7 separate regions of the Mus musculus genome follow, and regions 1, 2, 3, 4, 5 and 7 are each linked to region 6. The links are chromatin contacts, called in public ChIA-PET, HiChIP or PLAC-seq, Micro-C and promoter capture Hi-C maps. All regions are on one chromosome and are shown on one strand. Each heading gives the region's core, a stretch centred on a gene start, on an enhancer-like site or on the middle of the called end of the contact. The rest is flanking DNA. Distances are from core to core; before and after follow the strand shown.

What was found. Promoter capture Hi-C pulls out the DNA fragments that hold promoters and counts their contacts. Hi-C and Micro-C count contacts between places; a contact is called where the count stands out from the background. ChIA-PET counts read pairs in DNA pulled down with a chosen protein or histone mark. HiChIP or PLAC-seq counts read pairs in DNA pulled down with a chosen protein or histone mark.
Region 1: an RNA polymerase II ChIA-PET map of memory CD8 T cells shows a contact between it and region 6, with 46 read pairs. The contact joins the enhancer-like site here to the promoter of Stk38 in region 6. A contact is called at or near these places in 1 of 39 promoter capture datasets (liver), 1 of 484 Hi-C or Micro-C datasets (B cells), 4 of 115 datasets of contacts at active chromatin or transcription factors (bone marrow-derived dendritic cells, bone marrow-derived macrophages, memory CD8 T cells and 1 more) and 1 of 9 other capture datasets (liver).
Region 2: a Micro-C map of embryonic stem cells shows a contact between it and region 6, with 5 times the contacts expected there. The contact joins the enhancer-like site here to the promoter of Stk38 in region 6. A contact is called at or near these places in 2 of 484 Hi-C or Micro-C datasets (embryonic stem cells and spermatogonial stem cells), 3 of 115 datasets of contacts at active chromatin or transcription factors (embryonic stem cells, extraembryonic endoderm stem cells and pancreatic cancer cells) and 1 of 9 other capture datasets (adipose tissue).
Region 3: a promoter capture Hi-C map of pre-B cells shows a contact between it and region 6, with 2.3 times the contacts expected there. The contact joins the promoter of Pi16 here to the promoter of Stk38 in region 6. A contact is called at or near these places in 1 of 39 promoter capture datasets (pre-B cells) and 1 of 9 other capture datasets (adipose tissue).
Region 4: a contact with region 6 is called in a promoter capture Hi-C map of pre-B cells, with 8 times the contacts expected there. The contact joins the promoter of Fgd2 here to the promoter of Stk38 in region 6. A contact is called at or near these places in 9 of 39 promoter capture datasets (the C10 cell line, the HPC-7 cell line, embryonic stem cells and 6 more), 3 of 15 datasets of contacts at CTCF or cohesin (embryonic stem cells, large pre-B cells and pro-B cells), 2 of 484 Hi-C or Micro-C datasets (B cells and pro-B cells), 6 of 115 datasets of contacts at active chromatin or transcription factors (the 230-238 cell line, the HPC-7 cell line, T-cell acute lymphoblastic leukemia and 3 more) and 2 of 9 other capture datasets (embryonic stem cells and liver).
Region 5: a contact with region 6 is called in an RNA polymerase II ChIA-PET map of memory CD8 T cells, with 105 read pairs. The contact joins the promoter of Pim1 here to the promoter of Stk38 in region 6. A contact is called at or near these places in 1 of 39 promoter capture datasets (pre-B cells), 2 of 484 Hi-C or Micro-C datasets (B cells and embryonic stem cells) and 7 of 115 datasets of contacts at active chromatin or transcription factors (the SCID.adh cell line, T-cell acute lymphoblastic leukemia, astrocytes and 4 more).
Region 7: an HNF4G HiChIP or PLAC-seq map of pancreatic cancer cells shows a contact between it and region 6. The contact joins the promoter of E230001N04Rik here to the promoter of Stk38 in region 6. A contact is called at or near these places in 1 of 39 promoter capture datasets (cranial neural crest) and 2 of 115 datasets of contacts at active chromatin or transcription factors (memory CD8 T cells and pancreatic cancer cells).

Annotation. Positions count from the first base shown.
Region 1 is chr17:29,392,980-29,395,862 of GRCm38.p6, forward strand. No RefSeq gene overlaps it. Among named protein-coding and RNA genes, the nearest start is that of Fgd2, 34 kb to the left of the region's middle. Within about 2 kb of position 1,297, at least 158 of the 459 cell types and tissues checked have an H3K27ac peak or open chromatin away from gene starts, as enhancers often do. A contact at or near this core is called in B cells, bone marrow-derived dendritic cells, bone marrow-derived macrophages and 3 more, where this site is marked.
Region 2 is chr17:29,449,776-29,452,729 of GRCm38.p6, forward strand. All of the region lies in intron 2 of Gm36199 (a long non-coding RNA gene), which reads left to right. It also overlaps a transcript of Gm26885 not described here. Among named protein-coding and RNA genes, the nearest start is that of Gm36486, 14 kb to the left of the region's middle. Within about 2 kb of position 1,381, at least 120 of the 459 cell types and tissues checked have an H3K27ac peak or open chromatin away from gene starts, as enhancers often do. A contact at or near this core is called in adipose tissue, embryonic stem cells, extraembryonic endoderm stem cells and 1 more, where this site is marked.
Region 3 is chr17:29,317,428-29,320,223 of GRCm38.p6, forward strand. Pi16 (peptidase inhibitor 16) reads left to right here and starts at 1,455. Exons shown (of 7, transcript NM_023734.3): 1 at 1,455-1,964. The coding sequence starts at 1,788. It overlaps Gm46603 (a long non-coding RNA gene), which reads right to left. Exons shown (of 4, transcript XR_003952339.1): 4 at 2,357-2,796.
Region 4 is chr17:29,359,369-29,362,314 of GRCm38.p6, forward strand. Fgd2 (FYVE, RhoGEF and PH domain containing 2) reads left to right here and starts at 1,546. Exons shown (of 16, transcript NM_013710.4): 1 at 1,546-1,789. The coding sequence starts at 1,725.
Region 5 is chr17:29,489,522-29,492,414 of GRCm38.p6, forward strand. It overlaps Pim1 (proviral integration site 1), which reads left to right and starts at 1,264. Exons shown (of 6, transcript NM_008842.4): 1 at 1,264-1,704; 2 at 1,804-1,910; 3 at 1,999-2,049; 4 at 2,144-2,510. The coding sequence starts at 1,623. It overlaps Gm26885 (predicted gene, 26885), which reads right to left and starts at 2,023. Exons shown (of 4, transcript NR_168683.1): 1 at 1,656-2,023.
Region 6 is chr17:29,006,552-29,009,381 of GRCm38.p6, forward strand. Stk38 (serine/threonine kinase 38) reads right to left here and starts at 1,444. Exons shown (of 14, transcript NM_134115.3): 1 at 1,160-1,444.
Region 7 is chr17:28,521,240-28,524,317 of GRCm38.p6, forward strand. It overlaps E230001N04Rik (a long non-coding RNA gene), which reads left to right and starts at 1,417. Exons shown (of 2, transcript XR_385504.4): 1 at 1,417-2,127.

The DNA.
Region 1 (2,883 bases), core at 47-2,546, 390 kb after region 6:
CACCCCTATCATACTCTTGGTCCTAGGAGTGGTTGGTCCCCATAACCCCTGGGTAGCTGCCAGGGATGTTAAAGGGCCTGAGCGAGTGTCCAAATGCTTTGGTAGACCCTATATTTAAATACAACCACAACGTGTATAATTTACACAGCCACGCTATGATTGTGCAGTTAACATTAGATGGATACTTAATAACTCCATTCTTACTATTGGAACATGGTGCGAGAACGGGATCCTGAGAGGTGAGTTCTGAGTGCTAGTGAGAACACTTGATTTCTTCAAACACAGGGAGTTGTCCTTGAAAAGGTACTTTTGTGCCCCTCACAGATGTAGCAGATAGGAGCGCGTTTACTTCAGATTATTTATTACAGCTGGCTATTATGTGTTTATATGCCTCCATGGAAAAGCACTTTTGCCACGTGTGGACAAGCAGCACTTTACCCTACGCTTGCGACTGCACCGCCCACCATGTGATTGGACACTTTACTCACGTGACTCAGAGTTTAGCTTGTCTGCTGCTCTAAAACTGGCTGTTGGATGAGCCTTTAGTCCCCTTGGTTTTTTAGGCTCCACTATCCCAGGTTCACACCGCCAATCAGAGTGCTAACCGCCTATCAGATACTATTCTATTGTGGAACCAAGACTAACCCCTCCCCTGCTGTGGCTGCAGACCTGTCAGTGGCCTGGGGCATTGTGACCAGAGATTCAGTTGTGTACCCTTTAAGACTCTTCCAAGGAAATCCCAGTATATGCTGGAGGGAAACCCCATCAAAGTACGCAGGAGTCTGTGTCAACACCCAACACTGTGGGTACAGGGTAGGTGGGGGTGTGGCTTCCGGCTGGCTTGCCACTAGGCCAGAAAAAACCCCACAGATCTGGGGTATGACTGTCCACCTCAGAGTCCCATTGTAGAGCTGAGCTTGTAGATGCCTTTTGAGCTCCTAAGCCAGGCCTGACATTGGAAAGTTGTAGAACTTAAGCTCTTGGCCGTACTCAAAGGTCCATGAGCATGAGTCTCCTCCACGCAGAGCCTTGTGGGAGACCGAGGATGGGGCTAAAGGGGGTGGGGTTCCTGGTGCCCCAGGTGCGAGAGCAAAGGATCGCCTACTTTTAAAAACAAAAACAGGACATTAGTGAACTATAAACACTCCAAAGAAAAAAGAATAATAATGGTATATTATGACATTTCCCCAAAGCTGTTTATCTGAAATTCCGATTTAACCCCACCACCGCCACAGCTGTGCATGCTCTACCACAACAGCCTGAGTCATTCAGCCGGTGACCTTCAGGCAAATGTTTTTTTTTTGAAGGGAAACAGCATCACGGTTGGGGGAATCCCCAGCTGTCATCAAAACATGTGTTGGCATAGTAGAAACCCCCAAATAATGTCGTGAGCTGGAAATAGAAAAGGTGACAAGCCTAAGTGCCTTAGGGCGGGTAGGCTTTAGGACTTGGAAGGTGTCCACAGCTGGAATGCTGGCTCCTTCTGCACATCTGGCTGCAAGTGTGGGAGAATAGAGAGAGAGAGAGAGCAGACTTTCTAAGCAGAACCTGTTGAGGGAAGAGTCTCCTCCCAAGACAGGCTCCCAGCTTTAGAAATGACGACTCTGTCTCTTTCTTCACGGACACTTTGTGGGGATTATAAGAGGAAGTGAGTCTGAAGCGCTTGGGACATGGTTGCCACCTGCAGTCAATGGTGGCCATTCTAAGTTGCTGTTTGTTGCCCAGGTGAGCTCTCTTAAGATCCTGTGACTCACTGGGCAGTGGCAGGGCACATCTTTAATCCCAGTACTTGGGAGGCAGAGGCAGGCAAATTTCTGAGTTCAAAGCCAGCCTGGTCTAGTTCCAGGACAGCCAGGGCTAAACAGAGAAACCCTGTCTCAAAAGAAAAAAAAAAATCCTGTGACTCTAGGTAAGGAAGGAACGTACCTCAGCTGGTGACAGTGACTCCTACATGCAGGAAGCCCTGGGTTGGACCCTCAGCACTGAGAGTGGTGGTACTTGCCTGTGGTCCCGCATTTAAAAAGGTGAAGGCCAGAGGAGGTTTAGGGCTTCAGAGGTTCCCCTTGAGGCTAATGTAGGCTTCCTGAGACCTCTCTCTCTCTCTCACTCTCTCTCTCTCTCTCTCACACACACACACACACACACAGAGAGAGAGAGAGAGAGAGAGAGAGAGAGAGAGAGAGAGATGGTAGGAACGGTGTATATTCTTTAGTCATAAGTGGTTCTAGGTCAGGACCAGAAGCTACAGGGATTTCTCTGTCTCTGCTCTGATTAGATTTTGCTTTTTGTCAGCAAAGTCTGGAGAAAGAGACTGCAGCTTAACTTTGAGGGTCCAGGATATGAGCTCCTATAGTAGCCCCTGAGTGTGTTGGTGGGACCGGGAGCAGACCTGGAGGATCTGGAATGGCCCCAGAGAACACAGCTCACTTCCTCTTGTGCCAGGCCCACCCAGAGGCCCCAGCAAGTGCACTTCAGTTAGAGCCTAGCTGGGAAAACCCCTGGAGTACAATTTCTCTTCCTTCAACACTCGGGTTTCTTAGAATGAAACTGAAAGCCCACAGGAGAAACTGCCACTTCTCCTTCCCCAGAAGGAGGAACTTGGACTCCCCTGACAGGAAAGTTCGAGTGGGGCTTCTGGGAATCCACCACCACTTCCGTGCTGAGGAAAACCGCAGGCAGGGGTGGGGGTAGGCTAGGGGACCGCTGCGGACCGGTCACCATCTTCACCTCTGTAGGTGGCTTCAGTATATGCCTCTGCTGCTCAGCACTCCTATCCAGCTGGGATCCTATCAGCTTCTAATTTCCTACTGGTGCGGGGCTCTGTTCCTATGAAACCCCTGTCATATCGGTCATATCGGGACTGGGGTTCCTAGTGGGGACAAG
Region 2 (2,954 bases), core at 131-2,630, 440 kb after region 6:
GAAGTGGACATGGGGGGAAGGGGGAGCGCGAAAGCTGGGTCCCTGGAAAGCTAGCTGTAAAGATGCCTGATTACTGCGGAGTCACTTTCGTCTGTCTGGATGTGCCTGATTGCTAAAGAGCCATACATGCTCTTAACCACTGAGCCATCCCTCCAGCTCCCACATGTTTTAAATGTATTTGTTTGATTTATTTTTATGTGTATGAATGTTTAGGTTGCATGAATGGGCATCACGTGTGTGCTGGGGCACTGGATCCCCTGGAAGGGGAGTTATAGATGGCTGTGAGCCACTGTGGGTGCTGGGAATCGAACCTTTGTCCTCTGGAAGAATCCGTCTCACAGCTGAGCCATTTCTCTAGCCCCCAAATCACACATTTACTTATGTGTTGTCATAGATGTACCATGCGCACGCACATCTTTGGGGGCTAGGTCCTTCTAGCTGAAGGTCAAAGTACAGAGTGGTCAGTCTGTGGCCATGAACTTCCAAGGGAGGTTTCCCGTGCCTTAGGGATCTCAATTCTGCAGCATGGGGTAACCATCACAATGGGTTCCACTCTTTTCAATTTGCCTACCTCACCCTCCCCAACTGTATGTGTTGGGAAATAAAGGCACTGGCCATCACCCACACCTTAACTTTCAAAGGCTTTTGTTGTTGTGGCTGTTTTTGAGACAGGGTTTCTCTGAGTAGCCCTGGCTGTGCTTGAACACACTCTGTAGACCAGGCTGGCCTCGAACTCAGAAATCCGTCTGCCTCTGCCTCCCAAGTGCTGGGATTAAAGGCGTGCGCCACCACTGTCTGGCCAGTTCAAATCTTTTATTTTCATTTTGTGTGTGTGTGTGTGTGTGTGTGTGTGTGTGTGTGTTTGTCTTTTGTTGTTATAGGGACAAAATACCCCAGTGTAGCTCCGCTGGCCCCCTAATGGCCACCCCCCTGCTTCCATCGACCTTTACTTCCAGGCAGGCGCCTTCTCTCCCTTGACTTTTAGTGGGGAATTTTGGTTTGACAAGGCACAATGGCTGAAGAAACTTGGAGAAAGGACAGAGGAAGTGATAACCCCGCCCGCCCCTCCCACTCCCACTCTGGCAACACACTTTCCCTCCCCTTCCCCCAGTGTGCCCCCAGCACCTCAGGGCACCCTTCTAAGAGTGGAAAAAGCACTGAGGTAGTTGATAAGAGGCAAGCTGGTGGAGGAATAGCCCCCCCTCCACTCCATCCCCAGTATCCAGGCCTCCCAGCCAACTCCCCCTTTCTCACTTTGGCGGCAAAATCTAGCCGGGTTCCGCTGTGGCCTCCCGGCCTCGCCCTTAATCTGACTGTCTAAATGGTGAACTCTGTTTGGCGGCTGCTTCCTTTCAGGCCCTTCACACCCTCCTCCCAGGAGCTGGGTGGTCTCTTTTGCTCTAGTCCCGGCCTTCCACTTAGCATTCCCCCAGGGGTCCAGGACATCCTGTGAGCGAGACATTCGCTCCCCGAAAACAATATCCAGACAGGATCAGGCCTCCCAGCCCCCTTCCAGGGCCAAAGCATCAAATAAAACCGAGGGGTACTGGCACCCCTGGACAGAGCCTTTTGTCCGAGTTGGAAGCGGGGCTGAAAAGATGAAAGGGGCTTCCAGGCTGACCTCGTCACCTCTCGTTATCTCGTGCCTGCTCCCCGAGGATTCTCGGAGGCAGTCGGCCGCTTTTTCCCAGGCTCGCCCGGGGTTAACGACGTCCCAGCAGCTCCTACAGGCTGGAATGCAAGGAATGTACCTGCCCCAGAAGGGGTGGGGTGGGGGATGCGTGGATAATGAGGTCAAAACCAAGCACCGCCTCCTTCTCAAAGGACTCTTGCAAGAGAGGCTATTAGATATAGTTCATTAGTTGGGGGTGGGGGGTACGAGGGCATGCGGGGTGGGCGGCTGCTTTTTTTAGACTGTGGCCTGAAAGAGACACAGAGGCCTTTCGCCAAGTTTGGATTCTCCTCCAGGTCATCGAAGGGCTGCGCTTTTGACTCAAGAGCAAGAAAGCTACCGTTTGTTTCCCTGGGTTCAGGCGAGGAATGAAATCTAACTGGGGGTTCCAACACGTGTCAAACTGGGTGCGGTAGCTCGCTGCAGATTAAGCTCTTGGGAAACTGTATAAGGTTGTAGGGGACCCCGAGTCAAGTGGTCCAGAGTACACTGCGGCTGCAGAGGACCTGAAGTTTGTTTCCTTCCCAGCACCCACCAGTTGGGCTGCTCACAATCTCCAGCTCCAGGGCATCGCAAGACTGACTTCCAAGGGACCTCCTCATGCAAACACGTGATTTAAAATAACAAAAATAGGCCAGGTGTGTTGATGCACGTCTTTAATCCCAGCACTCAGAAGAGGGAGGCAGAGGCAGGCAGGTCTCTTAAGTTCCAGGCCAGCCTGGGCTACACAGAGATAGATGTTGGGAAACAAGGGTGGGGTGGGTGTGGGTAGGAGTGCAGAAAGAAAGAAAGAAACAAACGGGTGGGAAGACCCTCTTTCAAAAAAACAGAACAAATAAATTAATAAAGGAAATTTAATTAAACATAGGTCTGGAGAAATAACTCCGTCATTAAGAACACAGGCTGCTTTTGCAGAGGACTTGGGTTCGGTTCCCAGCACCCATATCAATCAAGTGGTTCACAACTATCCATCACTCCACTTCTGGGGTTTCTGTCCTCTTGCCTCACCTCTGAGGCCACCTGGTATGCCTGTGGTGCACAGACAATATGTTTTTTAGAGTAAGAAAAGGATTTGTGTTTAAAAGATACAAGTAGAAGTCATACTGGGATAAACGGTCTTCAGACTCGGAAGAGGGGCTAAAGTGCATATGTTACATGCCAAAGCAGACCTGCTCTCCAGGTTCTCCCAGCATCCCTCAGTCCCGACTTGGTATACCCCACCCTAAACCCTGGAGACCCCAGATCAGGGGCTGGGCTGCTCTTCCTCCAGAGGCTCTTGCTC
Region 3 (2,796 bases), core at 205-2,704, 310 kb after region 6:
AAAAAAAAAAAAAGCATTAGTCTTGCTGGCTGCCAAGGAGCTTAGGTTTGGCATCACAGACCGTCCACCACAGTGGGCAACAGAAAGGAAGGCATCAGAGAGCCTCAAAGATAGATGTGTGCAAAGACTGACCAAGCAGCATTTGTATTAGAGGTGAGGGACAAACATCCATCAGAAGGAAAACAAACAAATATCTAATTAAAAAAAAAAAAAAGGTTAGCCTGGGCCAGGCCAAGCGCCTTTAATCCTAGCACTTGGGAGGCAGAGGCAGTCAGATTTCTGAGTTCAAGGCCAGCCTGGTCTACAGAGTGAGTTCCAGGACAGCCAGGGCTATACAGAGAAACCCTGTCTCAGGGGGAAAAAAAAAGATGTATGTATGTATGTATGTATGTATGTATTTATTTATTTATGTATATAAGTACACTGTAGCTGTACTGATGGTTGTGACCCATCATGTGGTTGCTGGGAATTTGAATTCAGGACCTCTGTGCTCTGGTCGGCCCTGCTCACTCCAGTTGACCTGCTTGCTCCACCCTAAAAGTTTATTATTTTATCTAAGTACACAATAGCTGTCTTCAGACAGTACCAGAAGAGGGCGTCAGATCCCATTACAGATGGTTGTGAGCCACCATGTAGTTGCTGGGAATTGAACTCAGGACTTCTGGAAGAGCAGTCAGTGCTCTTAACTGCTGAGCCATCTCACCAGCCCCCGATTTTTTTTTTTTTTAATAATTACACGCTACATAAATTTTGTTCACTCTTAAGCTGTTCCCCCTCCAGTGCTCATAGATGTGTGCTGCCAGGGACTTCAATTCCATGTGGCATGTCCTCTAGAGAACATCTTTTTAAAAACAGAGGAGGAGGAGGGAAGGAGGGGGAGAGAGGAGGGCTGGAGAGATGGCTCAGCTGTTAAGAGCACTGGCTGCTCTTCTGGAGGACCTGAGTTCTATTCCCAGTACCCACATACATGATAGGAACACCATCTATACATGCATCTACCATCTGTAGATCACAACCATCTACAAATGAGTTGATGCCCTCTTCTGCCATGCAGGTGTACATGCAGATAGAGCACTCACATACATTAAGTAAATAAATATAATTGCGGAGACATAGCAATTAGAGAGCAGCTAACCTGGGCTACATAATGAAGAACTTGTCTGAGACAAACGAGAGACCTCCACACCCCCTGACTTCTTTCCTGTTCCTGTGGATATTCATCCTCTTGTTTAGAAGGCTCTCCTGGGGCTGGAGAGACAGCTCAGCAATCAAGGGCGCCTGCTGCTCTTGCAGAGGACCTGGGGTGGGCACTTAATGTTGCTGTCATGACCCTTGCATCATCTCTCCCTCCCTTGCTCTTTCCGTGGTACTGGCAGCTTCCTCATCTTACCCAATCCTGTAGGGGCAGGTCTGTAAGGTTCCTTCTTTGTTCTGTCCTCTGCACTTAGTAGTGACTGAATGCCACAGCACAGCGCTGCAGCTGCTTCTGGAATTGTGTCCCCTGAGGATCTGTCCCCCTCAGGAGGGATGGTGGAGCTCATATAGCCTTTGGCCTGAGCCCTTTACTGAGAGAAAAGGAGGCTGTTGCCAAGGACTCCAGGGGAGTGGATTCTGCTCTGGTCCAGACCCAAGGCACCCAGCCCTCCTGGAGACATTGTGTGAGCCGGGCTGGGCCTCCAGACACAGCCCCTGCTGCCCCACCCCAGCCAGGGTGGTGCTTGTGTGGGAAGGACTTTAAGTCCAGCTGCCAGACCCCTGATCAGGAGAGGCAGAGAGGGCTGGCCACCATGCACGGTTCCTGCAGCCCGTGGGTGATGTTGCCGCCGCCACTGCTCCTCCTGCTGCTGCTGATTGCCACTGGCCCCACCACAGCCCTCACAGAGGACGAGAAGCAAACTATGGTGGATCTTCACAACCAGTACCGTGCCCAGGTGTCCCCGCCAGCCTCAGATATGCTGCAGATGGTGAGTGTGGCTGGGGGCCACCTCCTGGGCCTGAAGGGTGCGAGGCAAGGCCTGCCACAGTCCTTCTCCTCGCCTCCCCGTGGGGATGCTCTGTCAAGACTCCTTCCTCTCTGGTCAGTGACAGAGTCCCTGGTGCTGTATAATGCACTGGTCCCCATTATCAGCCCCATCTTCTAGATGAGAAAACTGAGGCTCAGAGGGAACTTTGCTCAAGCTTAAGCCCTGGCTCCCCACACAGCAGTGGCCTCCTCCTCAACTCTTCTCAAGATGGGGTGTCCTGGAGGGAAGAGGAAGAGGCAGATGAGCCCAGAAAACACTGGAGGGGGAGGGAGCAAGCCTGAAGGACTTTGGGGCCCACAGTTTAGGTGCCCTTTCCAAAACCCGGTCTCGTTTGGGGCGCATCCTGTAACCATGTGGACTCTCTCAGTGTCTCGTCGGTAAAATGGGGTCACAAGCACACCCACACGCATGGGCTGACTCGCACACATGTAATACTACATGCGGTGAAATATAAAAAGCACATATATAACACACATACAAATTATCTACACAACAGTGAGAGGAATGCACAGACAGTGGAGGCCGAGGCTGGGTGCCGGTGGCCAATCTGGCGAAAAGAACATTTATTATCAGATGGCAGGGTGGAGGCAGGATGTCTGCTCTGGTTTCAGCTGATAAGAGTTAGAATCACTCCCATTCTGTCCTCTCTGAAGTCTGACTGGTCCACCCCACTCCCAGACACCCTCCAGTGGCCAGGAACCCCTGAGCTAAGGGCTAGGTCACACCTGGGAAATACAGCAGGGAACCAGGGATCCTGACATTTAGCTCTTAG
Region 4 (2,946 bases), core at 296-2,795, 350 kb after region 6:
ACTTACCTGGGCTTCAGAAATGGCAGTTCTTCCCCTGTTCTTCCTGGGTGACCTCAGTCAGGTGTCTTGACTTCCATTGGCCTCCATTTCTGATAAGGGAGCACACTGTGTAACACAGCTATGGGAGTGAAAGAGAGGAGACTTGTTAGCTCTAACCCATAGGGGCTCTCCAACCCGGGCCACTAGAGAAATATCAACATCATTAAGACAAAAGCATCCAAAGAGGTGTTGGGGACCACAGGACCCCTTCCTGCATATCCTCACAGTCTGTGGGGTTTTTTGTTTTGTTTGCCCTATTTTTCTTTTTTTTTTTTTTTCCGGACAGGGTTTCTCTGTGTAGCCCCAGCTGTCTTAAAAGTTACTCTGGAGCTGGGCGTGGTGGCGCTCGCCTTTAATCCCAGCACTTGGGAGGCAGAGACAGGTGGATTTCTGAGTTCGAGGCCAGCCTGGTCTACAAAGTGAGTTCCAGAGCAGTCAGGGCTACAGAGAAACCCTGTCTTGAAAAAAAAAAAAAAAGTTACTCTGTAGACCAAGTGGGCATCAAACTCAGAGATCTGCCTGCCTCTGCCTCCCGAGTGCTGGGACTAAAGGTGTGTGCCACCACCAGTTCAGCTTTAGATGTTTTTTTTAGGGTAGGAGTACAAGAGATACAGTGTGTGTGGGTTGGAGCCCAGAGGCAACCTGAAAGAGTCTGCATTTTGGGTGGAGAATTGGTTCAGAGGTTAAGAGAACTTAGAAAGGACCTAGGTCCCATTCCCACAACACCCTCTTCTGACCATTGTGGGTACCAGGCACGAATGTGGTATAATAGACTCACACAGGCCAAACACTCATACACATAAAAAATAAAAGTAAATAAAAAGAAAGGAAAAGTCTATTTTTTTTCCACCATGTGGGGCTCCAGGGTTAGACTCAAGCTGCCAGGCTTGGCTACAAGTACTCTTACCCCTGAACCATCTCAAAGCCCACCCCATCCGACCCCATTTTTTTTTTTGAGACAGGTCTCACGTAGCCGAATCTGGTCTTATACTCATTACGTTGTCAAGGAAGAACTTGGACTTCTCCTCTCAAGTGGGTGCCATGGGCATGTGCCATGATACCCAGTTCTACAGTGCTGAGGATAAAGCCCTGGGCTTCCCGCATGCCAAGCAAGCATTCTCTATCAGCTGAGCTACATCCCCAACCCTGTGGTCCATTTTAATTTAAAAGCTGTTTTTCCATCAGCAGTGCACAGCGCCAGATGCAAGGAAGATGCTGAGAATGGTACTAAGTAAAACATCCCTGAGCCGTCCCCTTTCCCCCCATGCAGAGAATTGGATATCCAGGAAGCTGCTCATCCCAGGATCCGGCTCCAGAAACGTCCTGTGACCACTGTTGCCACAGCCCGTGCCTTCTCTAACAGGACTGGGTAGAAGTATCTGAGAGGTAAAGGTCAGATGCCAAGAGGGCCGGGCAGTACTTCACAGGCTCCTCCCACAGCAAGGAGAGTTTGACAGGCTCCTCCCACAGTAGGGAGTGCTGGCCTCTCTTCCAAGCTACTGGGACCACTTCCTCTTTTTTCACTCTGAAGATAGGAACTGCCCCAAGGCAGTCAGAAGCGATGGGCAGATTCCAGGCTGTGGTAGACCTGCTTCACCCGCTGGCCAGGGAGTGCTGAGGGCACCAGCCTATTGCCTCCCTCCCTGCTTCTGGGGTAACTGAGGACCACCTTGCAGGCTAGCAGGATGGAGCGAGCCTGTGAGAAGCAGGACTCAGTGTGCAACCTGGTGGCTGTGTTTGAGAACAACAGGTACAGATGGTGGGGGAGGGGTCGAGCCCTTCTATCTGATCTGGTACTTTGGGGCAGCACCTGGGGTCCCTCCATCCTGGGTGCCTGGCAGTACAGGCAACCACTGCTCTTGTGGTAGTAAGCTGGACAGGGTGAGCATGGGAGATCTCCAATCCATGCACACACACATCCCACTCACACCAGGACACAAATGGGAACAGGAAGGCGGGACACAGATGGAATGTGGCTGACTGGGACAAAGCAGAGCCATGCTCACCAGGCCTCTCTCCTAAGTTCCTTTCTATACCTCAGGGCTTACTCTGATGGCCCTAGGGTGTGACTTGTTTGGTTCCCATCATAGGGAGAACAGAAGAGGGGACACAGGAACTAGCTTCTTTGAATTTTGGGGCTGTGCTGGCACTTGTGTCTGAAGGGAAAAGACAAAGCCAGGAGTGGGAGGGGTCCTGAGTGGCCTTGGAGGGGCGTGAGTGTGAGACATGAAACCGCTTTGCAGGCCTGTGGTTTGGGAGTGCCTTTGGTCCTCTGGAAGCAGATAGAGGTTGGCCTCAGGAGGCTTAGGGGGAAGCTGTGGGGACCTGAGAGACGAGGGGAGGAGGGGCAGGTGGAGGGAGGGGCTGAGCCCTGGATTGTTGTAGAGGGTTCCAGAACCCGGGTACACCACAGTGAGTCCCCATGCCTTCAGCAGCTAGATGCTGGGTAAAGCAGCACTCTTACATGAAGATAAGGAGTCTGCCACCAGAGTCCCCAGCCCTCGGGAGCCACAAGAACAAAGCTTAGTGCCTAGAGTTCTGTGGAGGATGCAGGGGTAGATTTCTACTTGTGATACAAAGTTCCGTCCTTCTGAGACACCAGGCCACAGGCTTTAGATGCCCTGGGAAGGCCTCCACGCTGTGTTGTGGGCCTGCAGGCCATGCACAGGAGGTGCCTGGGGCCTCCACGTGGAAGCCCACATTCACCCCTGCAGAAGTTTCACTTCCTGGGTGAGCAGCCTGACTCTGCCTCTCCAGGAGCTTGGCTGAGTGCATCCTATTCAGCACCTGGGACAGCTCATTCCCACCGCCCTCTTGGCCCACCACACTCATGCTGGAGGGGGCGTAGGCTCATGTAGATGCCAGCCCTTGGGCTACTGAGTGGTGTCTGGCTGCACCTTGCAGGTA
Region 5 (2,893 bases), core at 14-2,513, 480 kb after region 6:
TTTCCACACGTCGTTATCAACTCTCCATGAAGTTCAAAAGGACAAAAGATGAAAGCGGACTCGGCTAGCTTTCCGTGGTATTTCCACGTGCATGTGGGGACTTTCCTTTGAGACAAGGCTGGGGTGGGGGCCAATAATATCTGGTATCGCCTGACTGCTAATACCAAGCTGATGAGAAGGTAACTACCGCAACAACCTCTGATTAAACCCAGCGGCACCCTCCCACCCTCGCCCGCGATCAGGAATTTTCCTGCTCCTCCCGCCCTCTCAGAAGGGGCTGAGGCAGCATTTGGCAAGAGAAAGCTAACGTTTGTGTCGTGATTTCCTCTCTCAGGCGCTCGGACATGGACCGAGGGGATCAGGTACCCCGGGTCCCTTCTAATTCTCTCTGCATTTCTAAATTGAGAATCTTTGTCACCGGCTCCTCGCATCCCAGGTCTCCCCCACTTTTCCTCGCAGGCCTGTGACTGGCCTCGGTGTGCAAAATGCCGGTGACTCACGTCTTGCACAGCCTTCGCCCCCAAAAACACAATCATCACCCCCAGGATCTAGCCCACATAACATCGTCAACCCGCCCCAGCAGCCTTGGAGGTCTCCGGGCTGAGTCACACCAGAGGACCACCCTGGTCGGCATCCACACACACGCGGTCCCTACTCATGGCTTCCGCGCCCGCCACACCAACGCCCTTCCATTTCTCACAACTTGCTACGCTCCAGCTCCAATCCTCGACCCCCCTCCACAACCCAAATCTCCGGGAAACACAGAGCCGGCAGAGCTGGCCTCGGGCGGCCTTTGATGGCTTTGTTATTGTTTGGGTTTGAATCGATACGCCCCTCCCCATCCTTCCTCCCCCGCCCGCGCGCGCCACCCAGCTCCCGCCTCCCTGCACGCCCAGCGCCCCTCCCCCTCCGTTTTGGCGCCTTTTCCTTCCCGCCACGTCGTGGCGGCGTTAGCGACCATTCTGACCGCGAGGCGAGAGGCGGGGCCCGCAACGCCTTATGCAAATAGGGCGTCTTCTGGTTGGCTGAAGCCGCGCCCGAGGGCGGGGCCGGGGAGAGGGGTGTAGCCGCGAGGGGGCGGAGCGGAGGGGAGCGGCCCTGGTCCCGCCGCCTCCCCGCCCCCTCTCCGCCCTCCGCCGCCGAGCCAGCCCGGCTCCCCACCTCGGCCTCCCGGAGAGGCCCCGCCCCGTCCCCGCCCGCCGCGCGCGCCCTCCCCAGCGGCGCGCTCCGCCCCTTTACTCCTGGCGGCGGGGCGAGCCGGGCGTCTGCAGCAGCGGCCGTGGCGGCGGAGGAGGCTGGAGGGGAGTCGGCAGTGCCGGCGGCGGGATCGGCAGTAGCAGCAGCAGCAGCAGTCACAGTCAGCAGCAGCCCTGGGTCCCGCAGCGCCTCTCGCCCTGCCGCCTCCCGCACTGCCTGACCCAGCCGGCGAACCCGCCCGCGGCCAGCCCCGCCAGCGCCCTCAGTCGTCCTCCGACTCGCCCTCGGCCTTGCGCGCCAGCCGCAGCCAGAGCCGCAACGCCACCCGCAGTCTGAGTCCCGGCCGTCGGCTCAGCCCCAGCTCGCTCCGCCGCCGCTGCTGCTCGTCCCGGCACCGGCGCCGCACCGACACCCTGGAGGTGGGGATGCTCCTGTCCAAGATCAACTCCCTGGCCCACCTGCGCGCCGCGCCCTGCAACGACCTGCACGCCACCAAGCTGGCGCCGGGTGAGTGTCCCCACCCCACCCTGGGCGCGCGGGTCGTTGGGACGCCGGGAGACCCCCGCGTGGGTCGAGCGCGCTGAGTGTCCCGTGCCTCTTTCCTAGGCAAAGAGAAGGAGCCCCTGGAGTCGCAGTACCAGGTGGGCCCGCTGTTGGGCAGCGGTGGCTTCGGCTCGGTCTACTCTGGCATCCGCGTCGCCGACAACTTGCCGGTGAGTGGGCAACGCCGCCTCGGGGAGGGCGCGCGGAGGGATGCTTTGAGCAGGAGGGTCTGATGGAGACTCGGGGGTCTTCTTCCAGGTGGCCATTAAGCACGTGGAGAAGGACCGGATTTCCGATTGGGGAGAACTGGTGAGTGAGCCGGAGCCAGAGACCCTCTCATGGGTGGGTGGGTGGCGACGGGCGTGCCGGAACCGGCGCGCTAACCCTCGCCCTCACTCTGCAGCCCAATGGCACCCGAGTGCCCATGGAAGTGGTCCTGTTGAAGAAGGTGAGCTCGGACTTCTCGGGCGTCATTAGACTTCTGGACTGGTTCGAGAGGCCCGATAGTTTCGTGCTGATCCTGGAGAGGCCCGAACCGGTGCAAGACCTCTTCGACTTTATCACCGAACGAGGAGCCCTACAGGAGGACCTGGCCCGAGGATTCTTCTGGCAGGTGCTGGAGGCCGTGCGGCATTGCCACAACTGCGGGGTTCTCCACCGCGACATCAAGGACGAGAACATCTTAATCGACCTGAGCCGCGGCGAAATCAAACTCATCGACTTCGGGTCGGGGGCGCTGCTCAAGGACACAGTCTACACGGACTTTGATGGTGAGCCAGGCCCCGGGGAGGGAGCTGCCCAAGGTGCCGGCCTGGAAGCCTCTGGCGGCCTCGGCTCCGGCCCTTTGTAAAGGTCATTGGGCCGCCTGGCTCAGAGCTGGCAGGGGTGGGGCAGAGGCGAGCTTCCCGGCATAGTACAGCCGGGGATTTCGAGCTGGTTGAACGAACCTGCAACATTTCTGGCGTGATTGGGGTTTTGTTGTTGTTGTTGTTTTTGTTGTTGCTGCTGGTGTTTGCTTGTTTTTCTTTTCAGCAGGAATTTATTAAATTCCATGCTTTCCCGGTGAATAAGAGGTCGTGGGTAGCCGGCTGTAGCCCAGATTTCTAAAGTATGACCCACTTTTCCCTCCAGTAGGAGGTGGAGCCGTTGGTGG
Region 6 (2,830 bases), core at 194-2,693:
GCAACCACATGAAGGCTCACAACCATCTGTACTGCTACAGTGTACTCATATACATAAAATAAATAAAGAAATCTTTAAAAAAAAAAAAAGGAAGAAAGGAAGGAAGGAAGGAAGGAAGGAAGAAAGGAAGGAAGAAAGAAAAGTAAAGTCACAAGTCACAAGTGGGCTGGTCTGTGGAGGCATATTCCTTTAGGAGGCAGAGACAGGAGGATCTCCGTGAGTTCTAGGCCACCTTAGTCTACAAAGCAAATTCCAGGCCAGGCATAGGTACACATTCAGACCCCATCTCAGACAAAATGCTCCATTTGTGAAGTCCACTCCCGGGAGTGGAGAACATGCCTGATGTTGAAGTGGGTGTGTGTGTACACTGGTGTGCTGTCCAGAGTCTGAGGACAGAGCCATCGGGTTAGGAGGAAGCTGCTATCTGATGTTTGGGTGGGGTGGGGCAGGGAGCTATTCTTGCAGCGATGTGGTTTGTTTTTTTTTGTTTTGTTTTGTTTTGTTTTTTTTGTTTAGGGAAACCGTATGTACTGGCTACTTCACAGCCAAGGTGAGCTGAAGGAAGAGGAAGCAGTGAAGCTACTTCACGCCGCTGACCTTCCTATTCATCTTGAAAAAGAGCAAGATTCCCCTATGTCTCTGGGTCCTTTGCAGGGCGCCGCTGGCAGCAGCCGTTATGCGCTTTCTGACACACTTTTCCTCCGACTCTTCTGCCACTTTTCCCTGTCCTCCAGCTCGGTCCCTTTTCTCGAATTTTAACAGTCTGCAGTCCACGGGCGGGGATCTTAAGGTGAGGGGAAGCCCGGTACCCCCTGATCGCGGACTAGGGGGACAGCCTCCAAGGTCCCACACCTACCCCGGGGTGGGGGGAGCTCTCGAAGTGCAGACACCCTCTGGTTCTCTCATCCTAAGGTGCAGAGTGGTACTGACCGAGGTCAGAGGGGACGAGCCGGTGGCAGCAGACACACAAAGCTGGCGACTAGGAAAGGAGGGAGCGGCTGCCTGTCCCGGTTGAGGACAGAGGCGTAGAAAGAGAGGGACGGACAAGGGGGCTCTGGGGACCACAGAGAGAACGCTGACAGGAGCCCTGGAGTGCACAGGAGCTGTGGGACGGCCGGACGAGGCGGCAAGCCTGAGGCGACGGCCGGGAGACACTCACCAGACCCAGGGGGGAGGGAGGCGCGGGGCCGACGGCTACAGAGACGGCGCAGACGCGACGTGCGGGCGGCTCCAGAGCGACCGCGACACGCCGGGGACTCCGAATGAGCGCAGCTGCCGATCCGCGACAGGACAGGACAAAAGGAAGAACCCCAACTGCCGGAAAAGACGGCGGCGCGGAGGGGCCAAGGCTCCCCCGGTACCCCCTCAGACTGTGGAGAGGGGCCGCCGCGGCTGAGACTGCGCATGCGCCCCCCGCCAGCGGCGCTCGCCGGGCAGCGGGACTGCGCGTGCGCGGCGGCGCCCCGCCCACATTTCACCCCTCACCCGACTGCGCCTAGCCGAGGAGGCCCTACGAGTGCAGAGCGGGGCGGGCTCCCTGGTGGCTTTGTGATGGGCTGGACTAGCTGGCCTTTGTTATGTTACTTTTTCTTTTGAAATAATTATAGACTCGCCAGAAGTTACAAAACGAAAACCTGGAAGTTCCGTAAAAGCCAACACCCACCCAGCTTCCCTCAAGGTCTTACATAAGGCACCGGGCTCTGCACCCGGAAATTAACATTGGCTCTCTATCAACTAAACCAATGCAATCAACTACCGTGACGGGGATTTAGCATTTGGCGTGCACTCGCTGGATGATGTCTTTAGTTCTCTGAAATTTAATCTGAGTTTTACCCCATCCTCCTTGACTTCAGATCATTGTGGCCATAAGTCTGTTGGAACCCGTGGCCCTTCCTATTTTTCGTTATTGTAAAGGATTAACGTGCCTTTGTTTGGGATCAGGTGATCTCTCACACCTAACACCTCTCCATTGTGCACAACTTAAAGCCTCTCATTGATTTCCAGAGAACTGAGCCCAGTGCCCTCGATTAGAAAGTTTTAAAGTCCTGAAAAAACGATGAATGGCTCCCTAGAAAGGAGTCCTCTGGGAGCAAGCGAGAAGAGAGCTCCCTCCTGTTAGTCACTTCCCAAGCCGCCCCTAGTAAGTGTTCTGATTTTCCCTTTTCTTTTATGTTTTTTTGTTTTGTTTTTTGTTTTTCGAGGCAGGGTTTCTCTGTGTAGCCCTGGCCGTCCTGGAACTCACTTTGTAGACCAGGCTGGCCTCGAACTCAGAAATCCACCTGCCTCTGCCTCCCAAGTGCTGGGATTACAGCAGGTGTGTGCCACCGCCACCACCACCACCACCACCACCACCACCCCCGCTTTGATTTTGGTTTGGTTTTTTTTTTTTGGTTTTTTTTTTTTTTTTTGGTTTTTCGAGACAGGGTTTCTCTGTATAGCCCTGGCTGTCCTGGAGCTCACTTTGTAGACCAGGCTGGCCTCGAACTCAGAAATCCGCCTGCCTCTGCCTCCCGAGTGCTGGGATTAAAGGCGTGCGCCACCACCGCCCGGCTGATTTTGTTTTTAATTGCATTGTAATTATTGAATTCATTATCTTGCTAATACTTTTTTTACTTTTTTTTTTTTTTTTTTTTGCCTCTTAAAATTTTTTTGAGACAGTCTTATGTAGCTCAGGGTCTCAGGGTAACACAAACAACGTGTTGCTGAGGGTAAACCTTGAACTCTCGAAATCCTCCTGCCTTAGCCTCTCAAGTCCTGATGTGGGTTACATCATGTCTCTCATTTGAAAATAAATTCCCAAGCAGGGGTAGTGGTGCCTGCTGCTACTTCC
Region 7 (3,078 bases), core at 167-2,666, 490 kb before region 6:
ACATACCTGCTCCTGTGGTACAGCGCCACAGACAGGGGCAGAAGGCGCAGGGGAGGGGCTGTGGACATGAATAAATTGGTACAATGCTTGCCAAACATGGAGAAACATGAAGGAGACCCCAGCTCCCTCCATCCATGAGGTGGGGTGGGGATGTGAGGTACACACCTGTTATCCCAGCATTCCGGAGATAGAGGCAGGAAGATCAGATGTTTAAGGCTATTCTTGGCTAAATAGAAAATTTGAGATCAGCCTGGGCTAGAGATCTTGTCAAAAAAAAAAAAAAAAAAAAAAAAAAGCCTTTGTATGGCTGAGCCACTAGTTAGGTGTTCTTTGCAGGAACAGTCTCTGTCTCTGTCTCTGTCTCTGTCTCTCTCTCTCTCTCACACACACACACACACACACACACAGGTACTGTGATCCTACAGTCACCTCCCACCTCCTGACCTACCTGGGAATGCACCTTCCACGGGAGAGGCTCTGACAATCTCAACTCTATTTTGATCCTTTTAAACAGCCTCCAACCTGTTCTAGGTTTTATTGCTTAATTATGTTCTGTGGTATCCTCACCCCACCCCCACCCCCCACCCCCGTTTCCCTGTAGGCTGTAAACTCCTTCATGACTGGGTTAGGGGCAGGATTGTTCTTTGATACCATTTAATTATAGTCTAAAAATGAAGCCAGGCTTCATACCCACAGGCTTGGGTCCCAACCTGGTTCCAACACTTAGCTATCTGGCTTAGGGTCCTGGTTCCAACACTTAGCTATCGGGCTTAGGGTCCTCTGAGAGCTCAGACTCAGTTCCTAGGCTGTAAAAGGCACCAGAAATACAACAGGGCAAAGATCACAAGACCTAAAATGCTGGGAAGGAGTTGGTACGTGGTGAGCATGGAACACTTTGTCCTCCTTCCCTGAATAGCTGAGACCTTCCATGAATTAGAGAACCAAGTCTTCACTGATTAGTGCTCGCTCTGGGGTACTTGACAAGAGAAAGGAGACACTGAATAATTACATAGCGCAGTGGATAAAGGTGCCGCCAAGCCTGACATGAGTTGGGGTCTCACAAGGTAGAAGACGAGAACCAACTCCCACAAATTGCCTGCCCTCATATCTCCAGATGCACGTTATAGCACATGAGCCCCAGCCCCCTACAGTAAATTTAATAAAAAGGCATTACATCTATCCCAGGATCATATCCTGGGTGCATGGCCACTCCACCCGGCTTAGTGACAACCTGTGAACCGCAGACTTGGTGAGAGAAAAACAGTCCCTAAGAATGGCGCCAAGCATAAATATCTGTTGAATCAAAAATCAAGCGAGTCAATAAAAAAGCAAAGACAGAAACGTCCCACCCCGCCGAGCCCCCAGCCCAGCCGCACCCTGTCCTGGAGCCCTATTAAGCCATAGTCCCCAAAGTCCGCTTGTCTACAGCCCCGCCTCCGATTGCCTTGGAAACAGTGACGTTAATCGAGGGGGTGTGGCCTCTCTCCATCCTCTCAAACGTTGTGAGCCGCGCCTTAGCACAACCTGGAGGGGAAGATGAGGTTAAGGTTGCTGGGTACTCCCCCGTTCCTTAGGCCGGAGATAGCTAAGCACACCGGTCTGCGCCCACGAGAGAGCCCACCTTGCGCTTGCCCTTGGCAATTTAGCGTAAGATCGCGAGAGTGCGGGCCTGGGTCCCCGGGAACCGCCCCTGGCGATTTAGGGGGCTTCTGGAGACTGCAGGCTTGGGTCCTCGGAAGACCACCATACTCTCCACCCTCGACGTTGTCCTGGTGGGCGCAGTCCTGCGCCTACCCGGGCACCCCAGACTCGCTGCGCGCCCTAGGCGCGGGCGGGAAGGGGTTAAGCAAGGTGCTGGCTCGGGGCGCGGCTCACGGCGCGTGTGGAGGAGGGGAGCGGGGAAGAAAGTGAGAGCGGGGGCGGGGGACCCGAGCGAAAGAACATCCTGTGCCGCCGCCGGATGCGAGAGGCGGGGGCGCGGGGGAAGCTGGGCGATGCGCTCCGCCCCGCGCTCCTCCTCCCGGGCGCTGCCCGCTCCCGCGCTTCGTACTGCTTCTTCTGGTCCCCACGCCTTCGCGGGTCATGAGCTTGCCAGAGGGGCCCCTCAGCTCGAGTTCCCCGGCAGGGGTAAGCGCGGGGAGTATGGGATCCGCTGTGAGGAACGGGCGCCCCCCTCACCCCCCAAGCTTTTTCCGCTGCACACTGATGGCGAGCTGTCCCCTGCGCAGCGCTAGGATCGGCACCTTCTCTGAGCCAGTCCTGCTGCCAGTACTTTCAGGACTAACACAGAAAAGCTGGTTGTGGAATTCGAAGCCCTCACACTCCTGGGATTAGAACCGGAATCGGTCGGGCCGCAGGGGGCTTTTCACTGGGAATAGCGAAGACTCAAATCCCTTAGCTGATAAGGCTCGGGAGAGAGGCCTCTCGGAAGTCATGATAGGCGCTTGCCGACACAGTTCGATCCCCAGGTCGCACAAGGTGAAAGGCGAGAGCCACCGATTTACATAAATTGCCCTCTGACCTCCATACATGTGCCTTGGACACCCATGCTTGGGGAAGCCAGGTATGGTGGCTTTGAACCCAGCACTCAAGAGGCAGACGCAAGAAGATCTCTAGTTGAGGCCGAGCTCTTGGACTACTACATAGACTGGGGAAAAAAAAAGTTAAAAAAAAATATGGGGGTGGAGGGAGCTAGCTATCTAGGCAATGCTCTTTACTTGATCCAATCAGAAAAGAGCCTCACCAGCAGATACAATGGCGCTATTAATGTCAGCTTTTCAAAATACAGGCTTAGCACCAAACTGCTATGTAATGATGACCTTGAACTTCTGACCACCCATACCTCTACCTCCGGAGAGTGCGGGCAGGGCATGGGGGGCGAGGTTACAGAAGTGCAGCACAGCCGGGTGTATAGCAGACCCTCAACACCACCTGGAGCCCTAAGGACGCTGAAACACCCGTGGCCCACGCTTGGTTGAGGAGAATGAGGAAGTGGCTTTGGAGTTCCACGGGTGGATGATGGGCCTTAGGGGCAGCAGCTCAGCGAAGTGGGCTCAGGGTATGTACCCTGGTTTGTCG